Regions from separate parts of the Sus scrofa genome. Here region 2 is linked to region 1. A link is a contact called in public Hi-C data. All regions are on one chromosome and are shown on one strand. The core of a region is the stretch at or near the end of the contact, and the rest is flanking DNA. Distances in the headings are between cores, read along the strand shown.

The links. A called contact is a pair of places that touch in the nucleus more often than the background predicts.
Region 2: a Hi-C map of skeletal muscle shows a contact between it and region 1, with 3 times the contacts expected there. The contact joins two enhancer-like sites. A contact is called at or near these places in 2 of 47 Hi-C or Micro-C datasets (adipose tissue and skeletal muscle).

The regions. Positions count from the first base shown.
Region 1 is chr9:48,684,119-48,690,724 of Sscrofa11.1, forward strand. The region is part of intron 1 of LOC110255448 (a long non-coding RNA gene); the gene reads left to right. Among named protein-coding and RNA genes, the nearest start is that of SORL1, 250 kb to the left of the region's middle. Within about 2 kb of position 2,408, at least 41 of the 83 cell types and tissues checked have an H3K27ac peak or open chromatin away from gene starts, as enhancers often do. A contact at or near this core is called in adipose tissue and skeletal muscle, where this site is marked.
Region 2 is chr9:49,213,606-49,220,364 of Sscrofa11.1, forward strand. All of the region lies in intron 3 of LOC102164776, which reads right to left. Among named protein-coding and RNA genes, the nearest start is that of MIR100, 59 kb to the left of the region's middle. Within about 2 kb of position 5,471, at least 28 of the 83 cell types and tissues checked have an H3K27ac peak or open chromatin away from gene starts, as enhancers often do. A contact at or near this core is called in adipose tissue and skeletal muscle, where this site is marked.

The DNA of each region.
Region 1 (6,606 bases), core at 1,158-3,657:
CAATTAGGGTCTGTACTTGGAGCTGTGTTCTCTATCAATGCTGACGGGTGGTTGTGAGTAGAGCCTGAGATTTATGTGGCTGAAAAGAAAAGAAAAACCTCTTCTAAAAATCATCCCCTTTTTGCTTTTATCTCCTCCCATTTTCTGCTCATCCTTCACACCCTTTTTCCTCAAATCTTGGGAAGTCAAAGAAATCCACAAGAAAGAAATTGATAATCAGATCAATTCCTGCCATGGATCCAGTAAAAGCTTATGGTTGAAAATGCTCCTGGTCCTTTCGAATCTCCTAAAATATTCTATTGCAATCAGAGATGTTAATTGGTTGAATCTGCCTGTGGTCTTAGGAAGTGCTCCGATTACAAGGAGAAATCCTTTTATGTTGCTGGATTTCAACCACAGAATCTCTGAAGTTAGGAATCTGGCAGAGGCAGAGCCCCCTCCAGGGTGTAAATAAACTGGCCAGGTCTATAACCCAATAAGAAGTCAGTTTATTGCATCTGTGTTTCAAGTCACCCAACACACACACCCTGCACGTTTTATTAAAGAAAAGGTGTGGATTACAGCCAGAGCCTGGACTGGAAAATGGCAAGGGAGGTGGATGCTTGTCAAGTCTACACCATCTATGGAAGGAAAGATGGGGCCCAGCAGGGATCAAACTTCTCTTCCTGCCCAAGTTTGCAAGGAAGGATCAAGCTTCTGAGCATGACTGGCACACAAGACTACTAATACTTTGCTAGCTGGTGGAAGAAGGCTGAGACTCGAAAGGCTTAAGTGGATGAATGTTTTATAGCCCAGGTCTGGAAACCCAGTGACATTTTCCTGTGGCAACAGGAGGTTGTTTTCAGAACTGGAGCTTTCGCTGGACCAGATCTCACTAGTGACCCACTGAGAGGCAGAGGGAGTGAGTTGGGCGGTGGCTCCAAAACCTTGGGCAGGGAACACGATGAGCCCCTAGTTTAAATACAAAAACGTTTCACTTCCATTGCCAAAGGGTGTTTGGGGTTCACCTAATGGTGATCAAGACCAGAGGAAGAATCCAGCCCTGTTCCACCTACACTTCCACCTCCCGCGACTCCAGCCCTAGCTTAGTTGCACCCCACCCCTCCCCACAAAAGTGTAAGGGGGTGAAATGTGCCCAGCCTCGTTTGCATACTGCTCTAGACTTCTGGTGACAGTGAGCTATTCGTGAAACCCAGGACAGTGTGAACAAAGCTGCCTCTTAATTCAGCATTAATCTCTCGGACAACACTACTCGCCCACACTTTAAAAAAACAGACTACCCCCCCCAATAAATTTACAGTATCCCGCTTTAACATAGCAAATACAAAAGTCCAGCCAGAGTCTTTTTGTTGTTGTTGTTACTCCCCGCCCCCTCCACCTCCATCTCCTTCATTCCCATTGGCTCCTGAGAAGTCCCAGAGAACCAATGGGATTCCTCTCCTTCATTCATGTCCTAGCAACAAGCCCAATTCCAATCTTTCTCTGCCAAACTAACACCTGAAAAATTACATCATGAATAATGGCAAAAGCAGCAAGGGCCAGAGAAGGGCCTTTTTTTTTTTTTTTTTTCATCTGTCTGCTGCAGAGTTCATTTAAGGTGTTTTAGTCTAGATTCTTAAAGCAACAATGTCCTAGATTTTTGCCTCTTTTTTCAGCTCGTCTTATTAACATAAACTATAAAATGAACAGTAACCTGAATGTAGCAAGAGGCCTTTAGGTGAAGTGAGGGGAAAACATTTTGTTGGGAGCATTCTCTGAAGATTCCTTTTCAGTCTTTTTTCAGGGAAGCCCTCAAAGTGGAGAAGTAGATTGTTCATATAGTATATTTTTTGGGAGGGGGGTGACTAAAATACCCTAAACTACAGAAGTTCCCACCCACTTTCCCCCACAAAAAGCCTTCCCGTGGTTTCTCTTGCTCCTGTTAACTATACCCAAGGACTTTTCTATTTCTGCTTTGGAATAAAGGGCTTATTCTGTTAAGGGGTTTGGAGCCAGGGAAGGGGTTGCTTTATGAATCTGTGAACGGCGTGGGGTGGTCATGGTTAGGGGGCCGCAGGGTGGGTGCTGGGGGCACGGGTGTGTCTGTGCACGTGCAGGGCTGGAAATGCAGACGGGCAGCTGGGAAAGTGCAAGGACAACGAGATCCAGATGACTGGGGAGGGGGGAGGCGAGGCGTTAGGGAGTGAACGTGGAGGAGGGAGGGGGCCTGGGAGGGGAGGGGAGGGGCGCTGCACAGGCAGACTTGCTCTCTCCAAATGTGCAGGGGTTTCTCATGAAAATGTCCACCCTTGTAGGCATTTTTCAAGACCCAGACGCTGATTTGCTGCTTCCGGTTTCCCCCACCCCACCCAGTCTAGCGCACACAGCCAGCCAAGCCGCAGACACAAAGAGCTGTGCAGCCCTGCCTGCGCACCCGCGGGGAGAGGGAGCTGGGCGGTGGTTCGCACCTGCTCGCGTCCAAGTGTAGGCAGCCAGCAATTGCCCCCACCCGGTCCAATCCTGGCCACCGAGGCCCACGCCCCCTGGCATCCTGACCTCTTTGCAAGCATCTGTGGAGTGCCTGAGGCACGCACTGGAAAGAGACCCAGGGCCCCCAGGCTGCCTCGGGTGCCTTACTGGAGGAGCAGAAAATAGATATGTTCGGTGTCTGGCTCCGATGCGGAGTTTGAGACTCGCCTCAGCCATCGCCTTGGCAGCAGAGTGGTTGGATGTGTTGGCAGACAGTCTGCCTTGGGACTTGTGAAACCGCATGACTATATAAGGCCCGGGAAGGAAAGAGAAGGATGCCAACCTGAGGGATGGGATGGGAAGGGAGAGGAGGAAGTGCAGGGGATCCTGCTAGAGATGTTCCCACTTGTCCATCCCCTCAGGGATGCAGCGATAACTCATTCTGCAGAAGTTTTGCCATCAGCTGTGGAATAATAACAGAATAATGGAGGGGGGCCTGGGAGGGGCGCTGCTCTGTGTCCGTAGGAATAGGTACTGTTTTCCTGGAGGCTACTTGGCCTCCTCCTCTTCTGGCTGGAAAATCTGCTGGCTTCAGGGTGGGCCAGGAAGGCAGCGGTCCAAAGTCTCAAATATCTTGGTGTATACCACGTTTTACAGTACAGAGAATTTGGGTCCCCTAGCCCGAGGGACACTTCGGAGAAATCAATGGCTAGACAGGCAGGCCAGGGAAAAGGCAGTAGGGAAAAGGAGCACTGGAGTGGGAGCCATTGGTGTCTTGCATTAGTTCGGTCTCTGGCAGGAGAGCTGGAGCAGTGCTGTTTCCAATCCTACCCATGGGGGGCTGTTGTAGCTCAAATCAGATGATTGGTGCCTAGAATGCAAAATAAGTACTCAATCAGGTGAGACATCAGTACCCTCCCACTGGCTTTCTGCATGAGTTGGAAGCATCCTGTCCCCAGTTGCATCCTCCTTGAAATTCTCTCTTCCCTTCCTGGGCTCTTGTGGTATGCAGCATTTGTCTGTTCTCCCATCTCTTGGTTGCTTCATTGTTCTCTGTGGAAACTTCATCCTTTGGCAGGGCTTTGCATGTTGGTTCTCTTCTGGGCTCTGTCTTGAGCTCTACCCCCTCACGCCCCTGTTTTGTGATCTTGTCCTCCCAAAGGTTTTAAGGATTTGTTCTGTTGTGATAGCTGCTGGTGTACAGCTCCAGCCCAGCTCTCCCAAACTGCCAAGGGGAGGTGCCAGAAATCAGGACTTTCCATATCAGTGTCCTCCAGGTTCTTTAGATTTAGCATGTCTATCATCTCTTCCATCCACCACTCAATTTGCATCTTCACCTTTGTATAGTTTTCTCAAGGGAAGAATGTTTCCACCCATATTAGTGTTCAAGAAAGACACTTGGCTGGCATCCTGGACACCTCCTTCTCCCTCTTTCCCCATGTCCAGCCTCCATCCAGAACTACCCATTTTACCACCTAATTGGCAAATACATTCATTCCTCTGCCTCCCCATTGCCATTGCCTGAGTATAAGCAGCCCGTCTTGTCACCTGGACTGTTGCATCAATGGTGGATCACTACCACAGGGTCTGACCCCATGGCTACTGCCCAGAACCCCTCCAGGGGCTTTCATCATTTTCAGGACGTACTTGGACATGGCTCCCTGTCTTTCGTGCTTCTTCTTATTCTACTTACTCCCTTGCTGTTAGGGTTCTGTGCACGAATTTTCCTTTAAGCTCTTCAAAATGCTTCCCTCCCCCACTCAGGGACTTCCTAATGCAAAACGCAACTCTCCATGTGATAAATTCTACCTACTCATATTTAGCCTCCCATCTAGCTTGGAGAGTCCTCTATGGCAGCTTTAGACTCAGCAGGTTCCTTTTTAGGAATCTGAAACCAGCTCTCATGGAGCTGTTCAACTTCTGTCAGCTTAAAATTGTACATTCCACCTCTATCTCACCCATGAGTCTGTACTGCCATGAAAACAGAGACCTCAGTTTTTTCTTCTTCACCATTACAGCCTTAAATACATAGCACACAGTAGAGCTGAAAGAATATTTATTGGATGAACAAATAGAAGACACCCTTCCTAGTATGAGCCACCAGTGCATTTTATACACATTCTTGCTATATAAGAGTGCAGAAGCCAACTAGGTTGAGGACAAAGCTGGGTACTTTTAACCCGATTATATAATCTTTTTTGATTAATTAAAATCAACATCGTTGGAGTTCCCACTGTGGCTCAGTGCATTAAGAACCGTATGTTGTCTCAGTGGGATGTGGGTTCAATCCCTGGCCTCACTTAAGGATTTGGTGTTGCCACAAGCTGTGGTGTAGGTTGTAGATGCACCTCGGATCTGGAGTTGCTGTGGCTGTGGCGTAGGCTTCAGCTGCAGCCCAGGAACTTCTATATGCTGCAGGTGTGGCCATAAAAAGAAAAAAAAAATAAGGTAAGATTATTGGAATATAACTTACATATAAGTTACATATGTTATAATGAACCCTTAAATGTATACTTTGAGTTTTGACAAATACATGGACCTATGTAAGTACCAACCACAATCAAGATCTAGAACAATTCCATTACTTAACGTGCCATTTTGCAGGAAATCTTCACGCCTCCTGGACTCAGGCCCTGTGTTCTGTCACTACTGATTAGTACAATGTTGCCTGTTCTAGAATCTCATATAAGTGGAATCATCCAGTGTATACTGTTTGTGTCTGGCTATTTTAACTCAGTGTTCTACATTTGAGGGTTATTCATATGGTAGCATATATTAATTGTTTGGTAATTTGTTCTTTTTATTGCTGAGGAGTTTTCCATTATATGGATTTATCACAATTTTTTAATTCATTCATCTGTTGTTTTAGACGTTTGAGTTATTTCCAGTTTGGAGTATTGTGGTTAAATCAGTCTGAAACATTCGTACAAGTCTTTGCATGAACATATATTTCACTTCTCTTAGGTAAATGCCTAAGAGTGGAATTGTTAGGGCATGAGGTAAATGTGTGCTTAAATTTATTTGAAACTGTTCAACAGTTTTCCAAAGCGTTGTCCTATTTTGTCCTCCCACCAGCCATTATGAGCGTTCCAGTTGCTCTGCATACTTACCAACACCAATTACTGTGTAGTGGTAGCTCATTGTTCAGTAGATTATATTTTGATGATGACCAATGATATTGACCTTCTTTGCATATGCTTATTGGCTCTTCATAAATATTGTCATTTGTGAGGTGTTCAAATCTTCTGTGTCCATTTTTGAATTGAGTTGTTTGTATTCATCTTTGAAATATCAAATTATAAACATTCTTTATTTTATAATAAAGAACATATATAAAGGAGAGAGAAAGATCCCTCCTCCTTTCCTTCCTCCCTCTCTCTGCTTCTTTCCAGCTAGCTATCATCTTTATACCACCACGTCCATGGCTTTACTTTTTATTTTCTCAACAATGACTTTCAAAGAACAGAAATTTTAAATTTTGGTGGGTTTAATTTTCATTTTTTCTTTTATGTTTAATACTTTATTTGCCCTAATAAATCATTGCTACCTGAAGATTGATAAGATCTTTTTCTCCTAGATTTCCTTCTAGAATTTTTGTAGTTGTAAATTTTAGGTTCAGTGTGATGATCCATTATGAGTTACTTTTTTGTGTGTGATCTGAAGTCAAGATTTGTTTTCCCCCACAAATTCCAGTTATTCTAACACCATTTTTAAAAAAAAAAAAAAAAAACTTCCCGCACTGAATTACCTTGGTAATTTACTTGTTTGAATTAACTGACCAAAATGTTGAAAAACCACCTGAACAAATACTGTGTAGGTCTATTTCTAGACCCTCTGTACTTTCCATTGACTTGTATGGCTACCCTCACACCAATCCTGTGCTATGTTGTTTAGTGTAGTTTTACAGAAAATCTGAAATCAGATTGTCTAAATCTTCCAACTTTGTTCTTTATCTAAAGTTTATACACATATATAAATTTTATACACATATATATTAAAACACTTGATATTTCCATATACATTTTAAAATCTGCTTGTGAAATTCTACAAGAAATGTAGATGATTGTATAATTTTCTCCTTAATTTTGTTATTATGATAATTTTCAGTGGTTGAATTTAAAATATTACACCAATATTGCATTTGTGGTATAAGCCCCA
Region 2 (6,759 bases), core at 4,221-6,720, 530 kb after region 1:
TCTCCTTCTCAGTTCTTTATGGAATTCTCCCGGCTTCTGTGTGCAGAGAGCCCTGCTAACTGACAGGAAGCCGAGTGTGAGATTTCGTCACCATTAAGAGTGGGGACAGAGCAGTGGCAATGGGATCACACGATCCCACTCACCCCAGGTCAAGGCCATCATTACTCATCATGATAGGTTACAGGGGCAAGTTTACCCAGCTCACAGACCACTGTTGCTCCCTCTTTGTTTCTCAGCCAGAAAAGTACAGCAAGTTCAGCTACCCCCACTGGCCACTGGACAAATGCCCAGTTGCTCCCTGGGGAAACCTCACGGCAACCATGTCACAGTGGACTCCGCCCGCCCATGTCTTCACAGCTGCTTCACTGTCCATTCTTTCTCCACTGCATTTCTTGAATAAGCCCTTTTCTTTGATCCATGCTGCTGCATCATCTTTGGAGAAGTTCTCATCTTTTCTCTGCCAGACTTTGGTTCTGTCTTCCTGCTTAATTTCCCGATACCAGCATCTACCCACTGTGTTCCATTTTACACGTGGCTCTCAGCTGAGTCTTCCTGATGCGTGCCTCTCGGATCACGTCTCTTCTGTCCACAAGCTCTTGGTGATACTTTGGGGCCCACTGCTCACAGCCCAACACAGCGATCCTGCATGGCTTACCCACCAAAGTCCAAAGAACTCCCAAAGATGAAACTGTCCAGTGAACCTGTGAAACTGTCACACGCTACCTTATGAACAAAGAAATGAGACCCACGACGTTGCTCAAACTCCAGCAGCCCAGGTACCAGTGGTGAATTTCACGTGTCCTGTCCAAACGGGTTTCTCTACGCAGCCTCCTTGTCACAATCCAAAAGTCCTTTCCCGTGTCTAACCTGAGTGATCCCTTGAGCTCTTGAATTCCACGATCTTTAACTCTTCCTGGTTTGAAGAGTGAGTTCCCCTCTCAGAAATGAGACTAGCAAAGTAAAAAAGAAACCAGCGACTCCTAAGACAAAGACCAAAGAAGGCCCACAGCTTTAGCGGAGAAGGGCCAGAACAGAGAGGCAGGTTAATGGGTGTTTGTGACTCCAGTATGCTCAGTGCCCCACATCTCAGGACCTTAACCGCCCACAGACAAGTCTCTTGATTTTGATGGGGAATCTCTCTGCGGCTCTTATGCTTCAGTTGCTCAAAACACAAGTGTTTATTATGCATCCGCACAATTAGACCATCATGATAAGCCCTGATGATAGCGGTGGTGTAAGGCACTGCTGGAGTAAAGACCCTTGGGGCATCAGCACAATGCATAGAGACTGTGGAAAGCAACTTGGAGAATAAAACGTGGAAAATGTACCCATCTTTCCAGCCCTGCCACTTCCTCCCACTTCTGGGGCGGAGTGCAACAGTGCTGAAAAGTGGACATTCACTCTTCACGGGGGAAGAGGGTGGAACACACCCTATCACACACAACTCTGAGGGTCCCAATTCTCCAGAGTTGCTTGTCATGTGTAAAAAATGAACACAGAGGATCTTACTGCTTTGTGAGGCCTGTGACAGTCATCCCCTTTCTCTAGAAATAACATGGGCTATAATGATAACAGCCTAGAAAGGTGAAGAACTAGCTTTTCTTTAAAAAAAAAAAAAAAAAAAGAGAAAAGGAAGAAAATAAACAGGCAAAAACAGACTCTGAAGGACAACTTATTTTGTCTGATTATTGGCACACCACAATGCAGTTAGGAGGTTCTTCTTAAGATCTAACCTGCATTTCTATTGCTGTTTTTGTTTGACCATAGATTGCTCGAGCCTCTTTGCCAACAGAGAAATACTCATAGCCCTTCCCAGCTGGCCATTTGATTCAGTTGTAACAGAGCTGTTCCAAAATCCATGGTAAAGGAGTTCCCGTTGTGGTGCAGTGGAAACAAATCCGACTAGGAACCATCAGGTTGCGAGTTCCATCCCTGGCTTCACTTATTGGGTTAAGGATCCGGTGTTGCTGCAAGCTGTAGTGTGTAGGCCACAGTTATGGCTCTGATCTGGCACTGCTGTGGCTGTGGCATACTTCAGCAGCTGTAGCTCAGATAAGACCCCTAGCCTGGGAATCTGCATATGCCACAGGTGCAGTCCTAAAAAGAAAAAATAAAGTGAAATCCATGGTAAAATGTCTGTCCCTGAAAAGGGCCATTGAGCTTTGCTGCATAAGAGAGCTATGGACCATACCTCTTAAGCTAGATATCCTGGCCATACATGTGTGAATGCAGATGATCTCATGACCACTGCTTCTTTTCTACTTTAAAAAAAAAAAAAAGACTTGTGCCTGCACTTCAACCTGACAGAAGAGAGCTGAAGTGTCAGCCAGACACCCAGAACTAACCTTTGTCCCCTCATTAGGGCAGGACGCTAGGCCAGAGCTGGGTGGGAGCCAGAGCCCAGCCCTGTGCTTTAGCCTGAGGCCATTATCCCCATCTTGAAGGCAAGAAGGCGGAGGCAAGAGCAGAGCCCCATCCAGCAGGTGCTGGGAATTAGCAGGGTAAGTGGCTTAACATTCCCAACCTTGGTTTGTTTCCTCACTTGAAAAAGGGGGATAAGAGATGACATATCTCACAGGATTGCTGAGAAGATTCCATTCAACAGGATAAAGTGGGTAATGCAAGGCCTGGCACCTAAAGAGTGACCATTTCACTGCACCTCTTGTGCAATGACATTGGTAGAGCCACCTCTGGGGGCAAAGGAGCAAAGAGAGAGTGTGGGAAGGAGAGCTCCGGAAGCGACCCAGGCCCCGTCAGCCCCGTGGCCCTGCACTTAACTCCACTGTGCAGGGGGGCAGAACGTTCATGCAGGTCCGGCTCTCTCTCAGATATGGAAGGATCGGCAGCACAATAAAGACCTGCCTCCCACGAGATGGGCCCTGCGCCGAGCTGCCTGGATCCAGGGGAGACATCGCTGTCCAGCATTTCCATCAGGGCTCCCCCGAGCCAGTCCCTGGGGCACACACAAAGCCCCATTCAGGACGGCTGGAGCTTTGAGAGCAGGCAGAGGAGCTGGGGGCCCGGGAAGGGGGTGGAGGAGCAGCACAGAGCCTGGCACCAACCCGCCGCCGGCCCGCCTCGGGCGAGTGGGCGTGGAGGGCGCAGGTCCGCGGCCGTCCATGCAGCACCCTTTGTCCTTCCGCAGATTCCTTTCTCTGGTGGTCCAGGGCCCGGCGGCACCAGCTGCCACGGCTGGACCTGCGTGACCTCCCCGGAGGAGGCTGGGCACCCCCCACCCCCACCCCCCCTGATGCCAGCCCCAGAAGCAGGGTATCCAGTGGAAACAGATCATTGCTAACTGGCTTGCCATTTCAAAAGCACTTCTGGGAAAACCGCCTCTGAGAGGTTCCCACCCTGGGTATGTACTTGCTGTGGCACTGAAAAGAAGTCAAATTAACCCACGGTTACCACCCTTTATTCCTCAGGACCTAGGAAGCTGCTCCGTGTTCTTCAGCCTTGGCTTTCCCACCTGTACAATGGAGCCTGGTAAAACAATCTGCCGGAATTCAAAGAGCAGCTGTTGTGAGCGTTTCCAGGTAGCAGTTCATTCTCCCTGAGCAGGCAGGCAGGCAGGCCGGCCCCAGCCTTCCTCGCTGGGGCCTCCTGGATGGTACAGAGAATGCCCGGTCTAGAGTCCCCACGGACAGCCCCCAAATATGTCAAGTTTGATGCATCGAGGCCATGCTCGCTCTGCAGTGTGCTGAATTTTGGAGCAGGCTGCTCACGGGCCCATGACCCTTGGATGCAGAAGAAAATAAGTCCCCTCCTTTACCTTTTTCCTCCTCAAATGATGAAATGCTATCCCGATGACGTGTCAGATCAAACATGGAACAGAAAATGAGAAAATGGAGCCCCTTTTTGCCACCAAGATTGTAACACACGTCCTGCAGGACAATATTTTTCAGATGACTCAACTCAAAAGGGCTGAATGAAATTTCTATGGTCTGAAAGGGTTTCTACATCAATTAGTCTAGCTGTTCACTTTTCCTGACCTGCAGTGACTCCATTTTATTCACTGAGACATTTCTCACCTCAGTCCATGTACCATCTCCTCCAGGAAGCCCTCTCTGACTACACAGCTGGAGTCTGTGCCTCTTCATCATGTTCCCACAATGCCCCAGGCACGTCTCTCTCTTAGCGCTTGGGACATGACATTGAAGTTTGTTCAATGTCATTTGTCTCAAGTCTTCTTTGTGGTCAGGCACGTACTTTATCAGTCTTTTAAACTCCAGCTTCTAGTGCGGGGTTGGTGCAATGGAGGAGGAGAGTAAAGATTTGCTGAACTAAATGGATGTGTACCTATCATTGGAGAAGTTGCTGGCATAAACCCCCATGTGTCATTTATAAGAGTCTCCTGTAACCTTTGCACTCAGGAAGTTCTAACTCGTATCTGATCCCACATGCAGACATTATTTCTTTCAACCTCATGCAATAACAACTGGTAACTGTCTTCATTCTTATCAGAGCACCCTCAGAAATCACTGATGGGAGTTCCTACTGTGGCACAGCAGAAACGAATCCGACTAGTATCCATGAGGATACGGGTTTGATCCCTGGCCTCACTCAGTGGGTTGGGGATCTGGCATTACAGTAAGCTGTGGTGTAGGTCCCTCGGATCCTGTGTTGCTGTGGCGTAGGTTGGCGGCTGTACCTCTGATTCGACCCCTAGGCCTGGGAACACTCATATATCACAAGTACAGCCTTAAAAAAAAAAAAAATCACTGCTATCACTCATTTCTTTCTACCAAGTCAGCCTTCATTTTTTCAGGCTTAAATCAGGTATGAACTATCAGAACCCCAAATCTGACCATTTTAATTTTTAACAGATGACTAGAAAAGGACTTTCAAGAAGGATTTTGGCCAGAGAGAATGTATGCATTCAATAAGCTGCCGTGCAGCACCTACTCCGTGCCAGACTGTGCTGACAGAGAATAAACAGATGCCAAAATCCCAGGCCATCCAGAGATCTCTAACCTAGAATAGGGAATAAACAGGGGTACTTCATCTAACTAAGAAAAAGCAGCATTTTCCTTTATTTGCGGTGCCTCCATCAGAAGAATCACTCCATTTGGGGAGAATGTAAAAAAGTCCAGAGTGCTAAAAAGCACAACACATTTTACACTTCCTGAGTAGCTTGGGAGAAAACTAGTGGCCCAATCAGGGAACATGTTGGGAACACGTGGGAGAGCCCATGGAAGGATCAGTGCCCTGGGTATGTTGACATTGTGACAGAAGTCCATCTGCGTTTTTGTTGCTGGGCAGAGGCTGGCCTCCACTGACCACATATGCAGAAAGCTGGCAGGAGCCCCTGGTCACCAGCCCCCAAACTGGCAGCCTCCCCTCTCTGGCCAAGGAGCTCAGGGTCTGCGTGACTTGAGGCAATGTCATCTGGGGACACTTGGGATTCTGATCGGGTGAGCCAGTGGAGGCAGCGCAGATAAGACCGGGGCAGAAATCTGGCAGCCTAAATGACATCTGCTTCGTCTGAGGTTTTGGCTCTGGCTCCTCCTGGGAGCCTGGGGCTGGAGCCTGGGAAGGGTGCATTTGGAGCTGGTTACAGCAGGTGGCGCAGGAGAGCAGAAGCCAACCCTCTGTGGGGCCCAAGGAAAATGAAGGATTGATTCCGCCTCAGAGAGAGGCACTAGGGCCAAGAAAGGCAAAGGGGACCGACTGGTCTCTCCACATGGTGCCCAACATGGCATATTGCCCAGGTGACACACACAGCCAGATATGGACATGTCTCTGCTAAAGAAAAACCAAGATAGGTCCTCATAGGTCTGAGTAAAATCCTTGAATGGTCAGTACTTGCAGGAAGCATGATGCAAAGAAAAAGAAAAACAACATCTAGTATTCACTTAAAGGGCAAGATAAACACTCCTAGAGCTCAAAGACTCTGACCTATGGACGGCTGACGGGTAAAGTGTAAGTCCCCAAATAAACCTCCACCTCCACCACCACCACCGCCACCACCACCAAAACAAAACAAGAACAAAACCCCACTTAATCTTGTCAGTGGAGCTCTGGAAAGCAACATTTTTAAACAAGACACACAAAAAAGAAATTTATCTCCACTGAAAGCTGCCAGATGAAGCCACCTTCTTGATGTTCTTATCTCGGGGTAAGCTTGCCTCCAAAACACATACCCTCCCACATACACCCCAGGCTCCTCAGTTTCTCTGCCGCAAAGGGCAGAAAGCATGGTTCTACTTATTTATTTTATGCAGTGGCATAACTTGAAGAACTTTAATCAGGAAATTCTAAGCAGGGGATAAAAGTGTCACACAGAGGCTATAGGACAATCTCTCTCCTCTGAGAGATAACATTCAAAAGCAGTGAACTGCTGAGACTCGCCATAGAGAGTTTACCTCCTCTACTGAAGCAGTGTGGGCTGGCTCAGGGATAAGACTTAGGGAATGCAAGGAATTTTACTTATTTTTCCATTTGGTTTACTTTCGTTACTTCTCTTGTGGGGAAGCAATCCGAGATGCTTAAGGGCTGATGTTTTATAAATCAATTCTCTGTGTTTACTTACGTGCATATACATATATGCAAAATTGTGCACTGCTTGAAAAGCAAAACATTTGACATATTTGTTCTCCACCTTCTGCAAAAAGCAGGGTCTGCTCAACTAGTAAATGAGTCTGGGGTCTGTCCTACAATCTACTGCCTGCAATGGAATAGGGTTCACACCACAGATGTCTCAACAGCAGAAAGTCTCAGAGTATATATACTCCAGAAGGAGGAGGCAGATAGCGTTGT